Linked DNA regions of Mus musculus: regions 1 and 3 are each linked to region 2. A link is a contact called in public Hi-C and HiChIP or PLAC-seq data. All regions are on one chromosome and are shown on one strand. The core of a region is the stretch at or near the end of the contact, and the rest is flanking DNA. Distances in the headings are between cores, read along the strand shown. Region 1 has its middle 8.7 kb from the start of Calcb. Region 2 overlaps 4933406I18Rik (RIKEN cDNA 4933406I18 gene). Region 3 overlaps Insc (INSC spindle orientation adaptor protein).

What was found. Hi-C and Micro-C count contacts between places; a contact is called where the count stands out from the background. HiChIP or PLAC-seq counts read pairs in DNA pulled down with a chosen protein or histone mark.
Region 1: a contact with region 2 is called in a FOXA1 HiChIP or PLAC-seq map of pancreatic cancer cells. The contact joins two enhancer-like sites. A contact is called at or near these places in 4 of 39 promoter capture datasets (cranial neural crest, embryonic stem cells and stem cell-derived epiblast-like cells) and 1 of 115 datasets of contacts at active chromatin or transcription factors (pancreatic cancer cells).
Region 3: a Hi-C map of liver shows a contact between it and region 2, with 2.5 times the contacts expected there. The contact joins two enhancer-like sites. A contact is called at or near these places in 1 of 484 Hi-C or Micro-C datasets (liver) and 1 of 9 other capture datasets (adipose tissue).

What each region holds. Positions count from the first base shown.
Region 1 is chr7:114,708,157-114,711,773 of GRCm38.p6, reverse strand. No RefSeq gene overlaps it. Among named protein-coding and RNA genes, the nearest start is that of Calcb, 8.7 kb to the left of the region's middle. Within about 2 kb of position 1,468, at least 23 of the 459 cell types and tissues checked have an H3K27ac peak or open chromatin away from gene starts, as enhancers often do. A contact at or near this core is called in pancreatic cancer cells, where this site is marked.
Region 2 is chr7:114,322,025-114,325,692 of GRCm38.p6, reverse strand. The region is part of intron 1 of 4933406I18Rik (RIKEN cDNA 4933406I18 gene); the gene reads left to right. Among named protein-coding and RNA genes, the nearest start is that of Psma1, 48 kb to the right of the region's middle. Within about 2 kb of position 1,977, at least 80 of the 459 cell types and tissues checked have an H3K27ac peak or open chromatin away from gene starts, as enhancers often do. A contact at or near this core is called in liver and pancreatic cancer cells, where this site is marked.
Region 3 is chr7:114,770,676-114,774,048 of GRCm38.p6, reverse strand. All of the region lies in intron 2 of Insc (INSC spindle orientation adaptor protein), which reads right to left. Among named protein-coding and RNA genes, the nearest start is that of Insc, 27 kb to the right of the region's middle. Within about 2 kb of position 1,993, at least 6 of the 459 cell types and tissues checked have an H3K27ac peak or open chromatin away from gene starts, as enhancers often do. A contact at or near this core is called in liver, where this site is marked.

The DNA of each region.
Region 1 (3,617 bases), core at 219-2,718, 390 kb before region 2:
GCTGACTCCATCTGCTCCTGTCTTCTGTGTTTAAGATTTCTCTTCTGCTACTTGCTGAGCTCAAGATTCTTCCTGCCTTTTAATTCTTTAACTGAAAGAGAAAATGAACCCAATCAAGAGCCCTAGATAGTAACAAAGATATTAGTCGAACTACGAGCAAAAGATCACATTTTATAACTGCTACCAATAGAACTTTCTTCAGCTAGAAAAGTGTTCTGTATCCAATCCAGGAGCCAGCAGTCACATGTCACTCTTTAGCACATTGCTAGTGTAACTGAGGGGCTAAATATTTTTATTTTTTATGGTGTTAATGAAGCTAAAAGTAAGTAGTGGCATGTAGATGGTGGCTAGCTTAATGGGCAGCATAATTCTTTCTATTGAATAGAGTTAAATACTCAGATGACAAGGTGAGACTACCTAGTAGTCAAAATCTGCCTCCCATATTTATTAGCAAGTAGCCACAGGCAGATCATTAAAACTTTCTGTAATTCCTGGTCTTCCTTTATAAAACAGGGATAATAATATTGCCTATTTTATAAGGCTGATATGGGGATCAAGTAAGGTATAAAGGTATTGCTTACAATAGTGTATAGCAAACAGCAAGTACTGCATAAATGCTAATCATTGTCTTGCTTTGCATTTATCCGGAAGCAAGTCATGAGACAAGAATTTAAAGATAAACCATTTGCATGGAAGTTGCACCAGTAAGGGTACAGGAAGTGAGGAAAGAAAGGAAGACGAGCATTACAGAGAAGTAATGAGCAGATTACTGCTACAGGCAATTGGTGCTTAATCCCTGGGATATCCCTTGGGCCACAGTAAAAAACATGTCTCATATTTGCTCCACCCATGCAATACATTATTTATCTACTAATTCCTGCCCCAGCATATTTAACCATCCTACGTGGCCAAACTTCTGTGGCCAGAGAAAATCCCCACCTGTACAGGTAATTTAGGTGCTTTTAGGGTGAGCCGTGATGTAGGTGGCAATCATAAACACTGGCACAGCACCAAGACAGTCTTCCATAGCTCATATAATATCAAACAATGCATTTGCCGTGGCTGACTCACCCTACAAATAGGAAGGATTAAGTTTCCATCCATAATATACTATGAAAGATGAGTCATTAGGCTTGTGACAGGCTGCTGTGGTTTCTCCCCAGTGTCAAGGTCTTTCAATGGCCTCTTAATCCTAGACCCAGTTCCCTTCAGTACCTCTTGGATCAACAAGCAAATTAAGACCTTCTATTCTCCCACAACAATAAATCAAGCCCACTCAGAGGCTTTTGGTTCCAAGGGAAATAGAAAGGACATACAGTCCAAATACTTAATCAGGGTGGGTATCTGTGATGCTTCAAACAAGAATAGGCCTCATAATTTTATATATTTGACTATGTGATCCCCAGTTAGTGGGGAAGAAGGAAGTGTGTCACTAGGGTTGGACTTCAAGGTTTCAAAAGACTCATGCCACTCCCAGATAGCTCTCTCTGCCTTGTGAATTAAGATGCAAGCTCTTAAGCTACTGCTCCAGTGCCATGTCTGCAGCCTGCTGTCATGTTCCCCATCATGATGATCATGGACTCTAACTGTAGCCCCAAACAAACTCTTCTGTAATGTGCTTTGGACATGGTACCTTATCATAGCAGTAAAAAGTATATAAAACAGAATGCTAATCCCAATTTATTGGTATTCATGAACAAATCTATTATTTCTTATTGGATAGACCCTATTTTCTGAAACCTTGCATTTTAAAAGTCTTCCTTTGGCCAAGAAATATAGTTATAATGGGTTTATTTAATGTGTATCTTCTTCAATGGACTATCTTCTTTTGTGTTAGAATTGAGGTTTTTTTTTCCTTTGAGTTAAAATTGAGTTTTTACAATTACTGCTAAAAGAATGGATGGTTGTGACACATATATGTGTGGCCTTTCACAATACATTTATAAAACATTGTACTAATCTTGATACTTAGTTGAATATATCAGAATCTTCTAAGCTAATTCAAATAGGACAAGATTGTGTATAAGATATTGGGTGGAGCTTTGTTCTAATTGTACCATTTTGTCAGAATAGCTGAGAATGGGAAATTTCAAAAGAAGCAAGAATAGCCTTGGAAGCATAAAAGCAAGGCTGGAGAGGTCTATCTTACTGAGTCATCAGATTGCAAAAGGAAAAATAGCAAGAGAACTGATCACTTTGGAAAGCCTCTTTTACAAGAAACATAGTCCTGCTAGTAAAGAAAGAACCCTCATTGGGCCAGCAAGATGGCTCAGCAGATAAAGGCCATCAATTCTAATAACCTAAGTTAGACTTCCAGGACCCATAGGGTGGAAAGAAAGATCGAATTCTTGTAGGTTGTCCTCGAACAATTGCACTCACACTGTGGCACACATATATACAAACACACACACACACACACACACACACACACACACACACACACACACACACACACACACAAACACACACACCATAATTCTAATTTTAAAAAAGCCCTCATGGCCTAATTACCTCTTAGTAACTCTATCTTTTAATACCATTTTGAAGACAAGACCTGAATCTTGTATGGGACAAATTTAAACTATGCCAGTTTCCTGGCAGGAATCATGTCTGGATGGTATATAACCAGGAATAATGTTTTCAGGAGAAACCAAACTCATTATGAAAATGCTGTAGTAAGAAGTCCTCTGGAATCATCTAAAGCAATTTCAGCCCTCAGCCCTCAGTAGCTTTGGGGTATGCAGAACCTGTAGCCTCCTGTGATAAAACTGCCACCATCAAGTGCTCACCTCCTCCTCCATGAATGCCTCTGACTGTATGACCCTACATTTTCACCCATGACTCTAGCTGGAATAAAAGAAAAACCCAGGAAAATATGTTTTTACTTTCCTAACCTTCATAAAAAGGCCTATCGGATGCTTTTGGATGTGCATTGAACATGCCACACACTGCTTCATTGGCTGTTTAATAATTATCTTAAGCATACGCTAAAAATAATTTTTCCTATCCAAATATGTTCCTGACTTCTACACATCTTAGCATAGAACACAACTGATATTTCCCTTTCCTTCCTCTCTATCTACGCAGAAGACCCTAATAACTCTACTCTTCTCAGTCCTCAAACACATTCCAAATTCTTACTTTTTCCTCATCTCTACTTGGGACCCAGACTAAGGCACTGTTTTAGTCACTGTTCTATTACTGTGAAGCGACATTGTGACTATGGCAACTCTTATGAAAGAAAGCAATTAATTGGGAGCTTTCTTACAGCTTCAGAGATTTAGTCCAACTATTATCATGTTGGGGAAGATGGTGGTATGTAGGCAGATGCTGGACCAGTAGCTGAGCACTACATCCTCATCTGTAGGGGGAGGGGAGGAAGACAGGGCCTGACATGGTCTTTTTAAACCTCTAAGCCCAAACCCCAGTGACTTACTTCCTCCAACAAGGCCACACCTCCTAATCATTCTAATCCTTCTTAAATAGTGCCCCTTCCCAATGACTAAGCATTCAAACATATGCGCCTATGAGGCCAATTTTTATTCAAACCTCCACAGCCACCATCACCTTCTGCGTATTCAACCCCATGTGGCTCCTAACGAGTGTCCTGGCTTCGA
Region 2 (3,668 bases), core at 728-3,227:
GGCTAGGGAGGTGAAGATAAGCCAGCTCATCTATCTCAAGGTTCAGTGAGAGACTCTCTCTCAAAATATAAGGGAAGAGTAACTGAGGAAAGCACCCGATAGAGAACTCTGGCCTCTTCAAAGCATGCCCATGTCTGCAACACACTCACAGAGAAAGAGAGAAAGAGAGAGAGAGAGAAGAGAGAGAGAGAACCATCTACATCTAATCCATCTACATTAAATCTGTAGAGCCATGGTAAGGCAAAACAAGACATAAAGTAAATAGAAGGGGTGGCAGAGAGGACAGATTTCAACATCCATATCAGAGTTAGGGCTACAGAGCTATGCTTCCCTTGTCAATGTGGGCTCTGTAAAATGAGAAGGGCAGCTGCTTAGTGAGCCACTGAGAATATAGGATGGATCTAACAGCTTTAACATACAGATGAAATGTTGACAGTTAATTTAAGCTTTTCATTATAATGGCTCATCCTTTGACATGCTCCCTGTAGTTATAAAGAAGAACATACATGTGTTCAGAATGATATTTTCACCATCTTAGCATTCCTTTAAGTCTTGAGACATGTTAAGATGCACTTTTAACACATATACCAAAGCATTTATTTTTTGCTATTGTTATACCATCTTTTTTGGAGGAAAAGAGATTATAACTTATTGAAACAGAGTATTTTCTAACCTTCAGTTCTTGGATCAACAGGAAGTAAAGCCTGGGGAGAAGGTGACAGGGATCAATCAGCTGAGCTGAGGGGTTTGAAAATGTGACAGTTCCAGAAATGCAACTGTAATTCAGTTAATCATTTAAAAGATACAACGGATGCTCCAAAGAACTGACCCCCATACTGTTACTTCTATAAACCTTTCCCTACTCCATCTATATTAAGTCTTACCCTAGAGGCTCCTGAATGAAGCCAGAAACACCAGCATGTGCTCCCTTGTCATGAGACCCCAGCTTAGCTCAATACAGTTGACAACTGAAGGTGAAACCGTGCCCAGATGCAAAGAGTTTGAAAAGGACCAAAGGCCAGTCACAGAAGAGCTGTATCATGGTGAGATCCGAAAGGAAGTAGCCCAGTTAACAGCAGAAAGCATAATATGCAGAAGACCAGGAGTACCATGGGAAGGGAAACACAAGACAGAAAGAGACTTGTGAGGCTAGGGGCCTCAAGGTCATCCATCCTACTTGGCGGCTTGCCCTATGGTGCTTAGGTACATAGGCAGGAGTGAGGAAGTACAGAATGGGACAGTTAGAAGCAAGAGGACGGGGAGAAGAGGAAAGGAGGAAAGACAGTTGTACCCTCTGACATGGAAGGCCATGTTTTATTTGTCACTGGTACTCCCAACAAAGTTAAAGGGATCACTGATCCCAGAAGCCAAAAGGTAAACCTGTCCCTCCAAAGCTCCTGGCTTTGGCAAAGGAAGAAAGAAAAGGAAGGAGGGAGGAAGAAGGAGCCCATCCAAGCCAGATCATCACACGCCACACATAAGTCGATGCTTACTTTGATGGCCCTGAACCTTCCAGAAAAGGTAAAAGCTGCTATCTTCAATCTTAGGCATAAGGGATATATATACCCTTTCGAATAGCACAGTCTTTGTCTTGGTTTGTTCTTAATGAGGTCTTGTTGTCCCTGGAGTGCCACCTCCACCTGTGTATGATCACCTCACATCCTACAGTCTCCATAAATCTAGACAGTGGTGGCATGTGTCAGAGGCTCAGTATGGCTTTGACTCTGGATGTCTATCTCTACTTCTCCCAGCTGTGGCAGCTTTCTTCTCCTCTCTCCCTTACTCTGCTGTTGGTAAGGAGTTCCAGCACTTTATCTAATATGGAAACTGAGAGAACTTTCAAGGAGGGAAGGAATGTAATGGGCTAGCATAAACTCTCAACCCAGTTCACTGTGTCTAAATGCTCAGTCCCTGGAATTGACCCTTCTGGGCACTGCTTCTGTAGGGTAAAAGGGCTTATAGGTTGAGAACACAGCCCTAGCTAAGGTCATGTGGACCAAGAGACGAGTGTCACCACAGCAAGAGACTGCTATTTCCAGAAATAAGACTGTACAAAAAAAAAAAAAAAAAAAAGGTCAGATACCTGCCTCTGTCAGGTTTACACAGGTAGAAGTAAAAGCAGAGGACTGAGTCCATGTGTGTCTACATTCAGTTTTTCTTTCCTACTGTTATATCTCCTTTGCTAGGGAATACATTTAAAATCACTGTCAGACTCCTGGTTTCTATCTCTGCCCTCTCTGCTAACCAGGCTTTTACCCCCAGCCTAGAGTCCACTTGGGTGGAAATGCACCCTATAATGAACCCGGAGTTAATCATCTGCAGGTTTCCCCTGATAAGTCACAGTATGTTTGCTGTGCTCCTTCCAAGAGTCAACAGCAGCTGCAGGGATGTGCCCACAGTGGCCTATGGCATGCTGAGTGCTGGTCCAGATGGGAGGCCATGTGCTGGGGGAGTACTTGTGGCTGAATACTACTATCTGGAATGCCTCCGTTGCCCTGAAGGTGCTTGTCTGGGACTGCAATGGACACAGCTTAGAGATGCCAAAAACTGAGCCAAAATTCACTGGGCGTACAAATGCCCTGACGTCAATGGAATTTACTCATAATTTAGGCCTCATGTGTGATGTACTGTCTGAACCAAATGATCTGTCAAAACAATCAGGGAGTAAGAGGAAAGGACTGAACAGGGAGAGGGAACAGGAGGAGAAAAAGGAGAAGTGACAGAGAGGAGGAGGCTAGAACACAGCAGGAGCTGTGCTGGTACAGGCACATTTGGCTCCTGGGGCCAACGGTCCCTGTAAGTTTATTAGAGCATCAGTGCCAAGTAAAACATGGCCTTTTACGGCACTGAATTACGTGAGTGCAGAGCTGTTAAAATCAGTGTAGCAAAAATCCAGCTGGCTTTGGCCAGCGCCACAAAGTACAAAATGATAATCGTACACACTGCCAGCACCTACCTGAGTTTCCCAGATGTGGTGGCCAGGACAGACTTGCTGGGATATACATCTCCACTCTTTAAAGCAAGGAATCTGCACTCAAGCAGTGAACACCTGCCAATATTATCACTCTGTTCAGAAGAGAATTTATTATGAAGTGCACAGAATTTCAGCCTTAGATTCCTTCCCTTGCCTGGATGCCTGGAGTCATAAAATGTTCAAGTGTGGTAAAGAAACAGATTTTAGTCACCAAGAGTGAGTATGCTAGCATTTCTGGGAAACTGCCTAACTAGATCTAAGGAGAAAATAACCCAAATCTTCACAATTCTTCTGATCACTTGTTATGATTTATTTTTTGATTCTAAACAAAATCCATATTTATAGCTATTTTTAAACCTTTAAATTATTCTTATTGGAAACAAAAAAATTATTAAATTTCAAATTCTACAAAATCTAATTCTATCCCTATCTGCCCCTACTGCCTTCTTCCCTGGTAACTACATCTTGATTTTCATTTGTGGAAAGGTCTAGTCTATCCAGCCAGTAGTAGACACATGATCCAGGCCTGTCCAATCAGGGAGACTGTAACTGGTTCAGAAATAAACGCACGATTCGATTTGTGGTAGTGAGAATCAGGGCCAAAGTTTTTGCCAGATCTTCTACCAGGTTCCAATTAAAAATCTTGGGAATGCAAGTCTGACCCTGCCAACAGACACCAGGAAGTTGCCTGAAA
Region 3 (3,373 bases), core at 744-3,243, 450 kb before region 2:
CCACAGTCACAGAAAACGACCCTCAACGGCAGAACAGCAGCCACAGAGCAGAGTGCACATATGTAAGCCATTACTGACTCAGAGACAGGCTGACCTACAGTGGCCCCCACCGGGTCTCCATAGTAAGCTGGACAGCCAGAGAGGACCACTCATCACTAGTACAGAACACCCCGAGCCTTGGTCATCTCAAACTTCTGGTTAAACAGAATTCTCAAAACAAAGAGATTCATGCTCAGTGAAAGGTCCCAAGAGCTGCAAATCAAACTCAATCAGACGAAAGGGAAGTCACTGAATAGAGTGTGAGTTTCTTGTTGGCAGGGACCATATCCAACAAGGTCATTACTAGTCCTCAGCTACACTGTACCATACAAGGTCTGTGATTTACATTCAATAAATACGTGTACAGTAATTTCACAGGAGGCCAATAAACACAGGACTGCTTACGTGGCTGAGTATGTGATGTATTGACCCAAGAAAACTGGAAAAACAGACTGGCTTGAGTCTGACCAGCACTAAAAACATCCTGGTTCTTCTACTCAGAGGATGCTCTGGCATCCTCTCAAGCCTCAGTTTCCCCATGGGATAAAGACTTATCTGTGTTTCCAGTCTTTTTCTTTACAGAAAGATTTGTTACTGAGCTGATGGAAACATCACATTCTGGTGTCTTTAGCTGTGAAACCATCTGTGCATGTCCTCAGAGCCCCTCCTATCACTGCCTTTATTCAGAGAGAAGCTGGACAAAATGGATTTCCTAGAATGGGATGGTTACTGCTGCTGGCCAGCTTGTCTGGTTCTCAACCTTCCTCACGCTGTAACATTCAGTTCCTCGTGTTGTGGGGACCACCAACAGCTACATTATTTTATTGCTACTCCATAACTGTAATTTTTCTGCTGTTTTGAATCTGATATGCAGAGTATCTTATAGGCAACCCCAAGATGGATGGACTGCAACCCACAGGTTGAGAACCACTGGTAGAGTGTCCTAGGAGACCAACCTCTCCCCATGGCTATGGGCAAATTTCTAGATGGAATTGATTGATCTAGGAAGACACACCAAAAACATAAGCAGTAGTATCCTGTGGGTTTGAAGGAAACAGAGAAAGCAAGCTGAGTATCATTATTTATCTCACTTGTTCTCAACCTGTGGGTCACAGCCCTTCCAGGGCAAAACTACCATTCTACAGGGGTTAAAGACCATTGAAAACACAGATTTACATTACAATTCATAAGAGTAACAAAATTACAGTTACAAAGAAGTAATGGAAATAACATCATGGTTGGGGGGGAGCACAACCCAAGGAACTGTATTAAAGGGTCTTGGAACTGCAAGGTTGAAGACCACTGCTCTGGTCCTATCTGCTTCCTAGCTATGGACACAATATGATCAACTACTTCATGTTCCTGCTAACCTGTCTTCCCCTTCCACGGTCAGCACCCTCAAACTGTGACCCAAAATAAACCCTTTCTTCTTTAAGCTGGTTTTTATTGTTGTTTGTTTGTTTGTTGTCTCAGTAATGAGGAAGTAACTGATGCAAAGCATGGTTCTCTCAACAGGCATCACTCTTGAAACAGAAGAGGTCACAGGGCTGTACTGAGGCAGCATGGGCAGTGAGCTCTTACATGCTGAACACACAAGGAAGACAGAACATCTCCCTGGCTGGTCAGAATGGAAAGACTCCAGTCAGAGAGTGGCTGGTGGCTTCTGAAAATCCTTGCTTTGAGTTTACTCTTTCCCCTGAACTTCACTTTGCCTGCTGTGAAGTAGCGGAGCGGTCCCAGCCTACTGGCGTCTGTATTACTCTCCAGTGACAGAGCAAGGTGGAACCTAAAGTCCTAGTCACCTCGACCCATGAACCCGCTCTGATTCCAAAGCTCCCTGTGAGGTGAGATGAGCTGCCACCACAGAGCCAGCATCGAGATCCTGTTTAAGCATGCTCCCTCACACAAACACTGACCTCCACGGGGCTTCCCAACATCTATCCTGAACTTTGACCGCCACCTCAAAGGCTGCTTCATGGAGATAATAGTGATTGCATAGCCACGGTGAAAGCTCCAGGAGCAGCAACATCCTGTGTATGTAAGCCAATGAGGTGAGGGGGCGTGGATAAGGCCAGCCCTTGATCCAGCTATGAGGACTATAGTGCAGTTCACCACTAGAGAGGCCTCTGCGGCAAGTAATAGTAGTCTCTGCTACTGTCTCCCAACAATATAGTATCCAACTGAACAAACTAAACACTTCTAATATTCTGTAAGCATGAACTAGCTTTCTCTATGAGCAAAGTACAGCCTAGAACATGCATGATGGGTCCAGGCCCAGTGTTTTGTTTCACTTTGTTTCGTTATCTCCCAGTATTTTCTTATCTTTCTGTTTTAGTTTTTGTGTTTCTATTTCAAGATAGAGTTTCTTTTTGTAATCCTGGCTGTCCTGGAACTCGCTCTGTAGACCAGGCTGGCCGCAAACCCAGAGATCCACCTGCCTCAGGCTCCCAAGTGCTGGGATTAAAAGCATGTACCACCACGCCCAGTTATCACCCAGTACGTTCAATTAGCTTTGCAATGCTAGGTTAATAATATGCAAAAGCAAACACGCCTCTCTGTCTCTTGGACTGAATTACTACCCCATCAAAAATACAACACTCTAACCTCTTGCACAGCTCACAGCTCTTATGCCCAGTCCGAATGCCTGGAGTTCCCAAGGTGCCTGCTGGATAAGGCAAGCTAGATTCCTATATCCATGTTCATGCAATCTAACTTCTGCTTCCCCTTAAAACCTCTGAGAGCACTGGAAGCTGCAGAAAGGAAAAGAAAGGTCAGGGTGTAACCAAAGAGACATAAAGGCTAGCAAGATTTGACCTGACCATTCCTTTTATTCTATTCCTCATCTGAAGGAAATAACCAATTGAAGAGTTCCTGTGTGCCAGCAGGCTTTACCTTGCATCCTGTGTGTGTGTGTGTGTGTGTGTGTGTGTGTGTGTGTGTGTGTGTGTGTGTGTGTGAGACAGATAGACAGACACACAGAGAAAGAGATACAGAGACACACAGAGAAAGAATTTATATTTAAAAAAAACCCCGCTGATATAAGTATAAATTGTTCACGGTTCACAGATAAAGAAACTGAAGTTCGGTTATGGCCAAGAGCAGAATTAAGCTAGGGCAGTCTGGCCTCCTCTTCACTGTCCCAACCACTTCTCCAGCCCTGGAACAGGCTTTGTCTGAGCAGCTCAGGACCACATTGCCAGAAGTGCTGGTGTTTCACAACCCAATTTAATGTCACACAGGGCCAGGATGGGCAGATCAGCAGCAAGTAGACTGTACCCTCCCTACCAGGGCTTTACCAACTGTTTCAGGTTTAAATTCTGTCACCCACTAATGG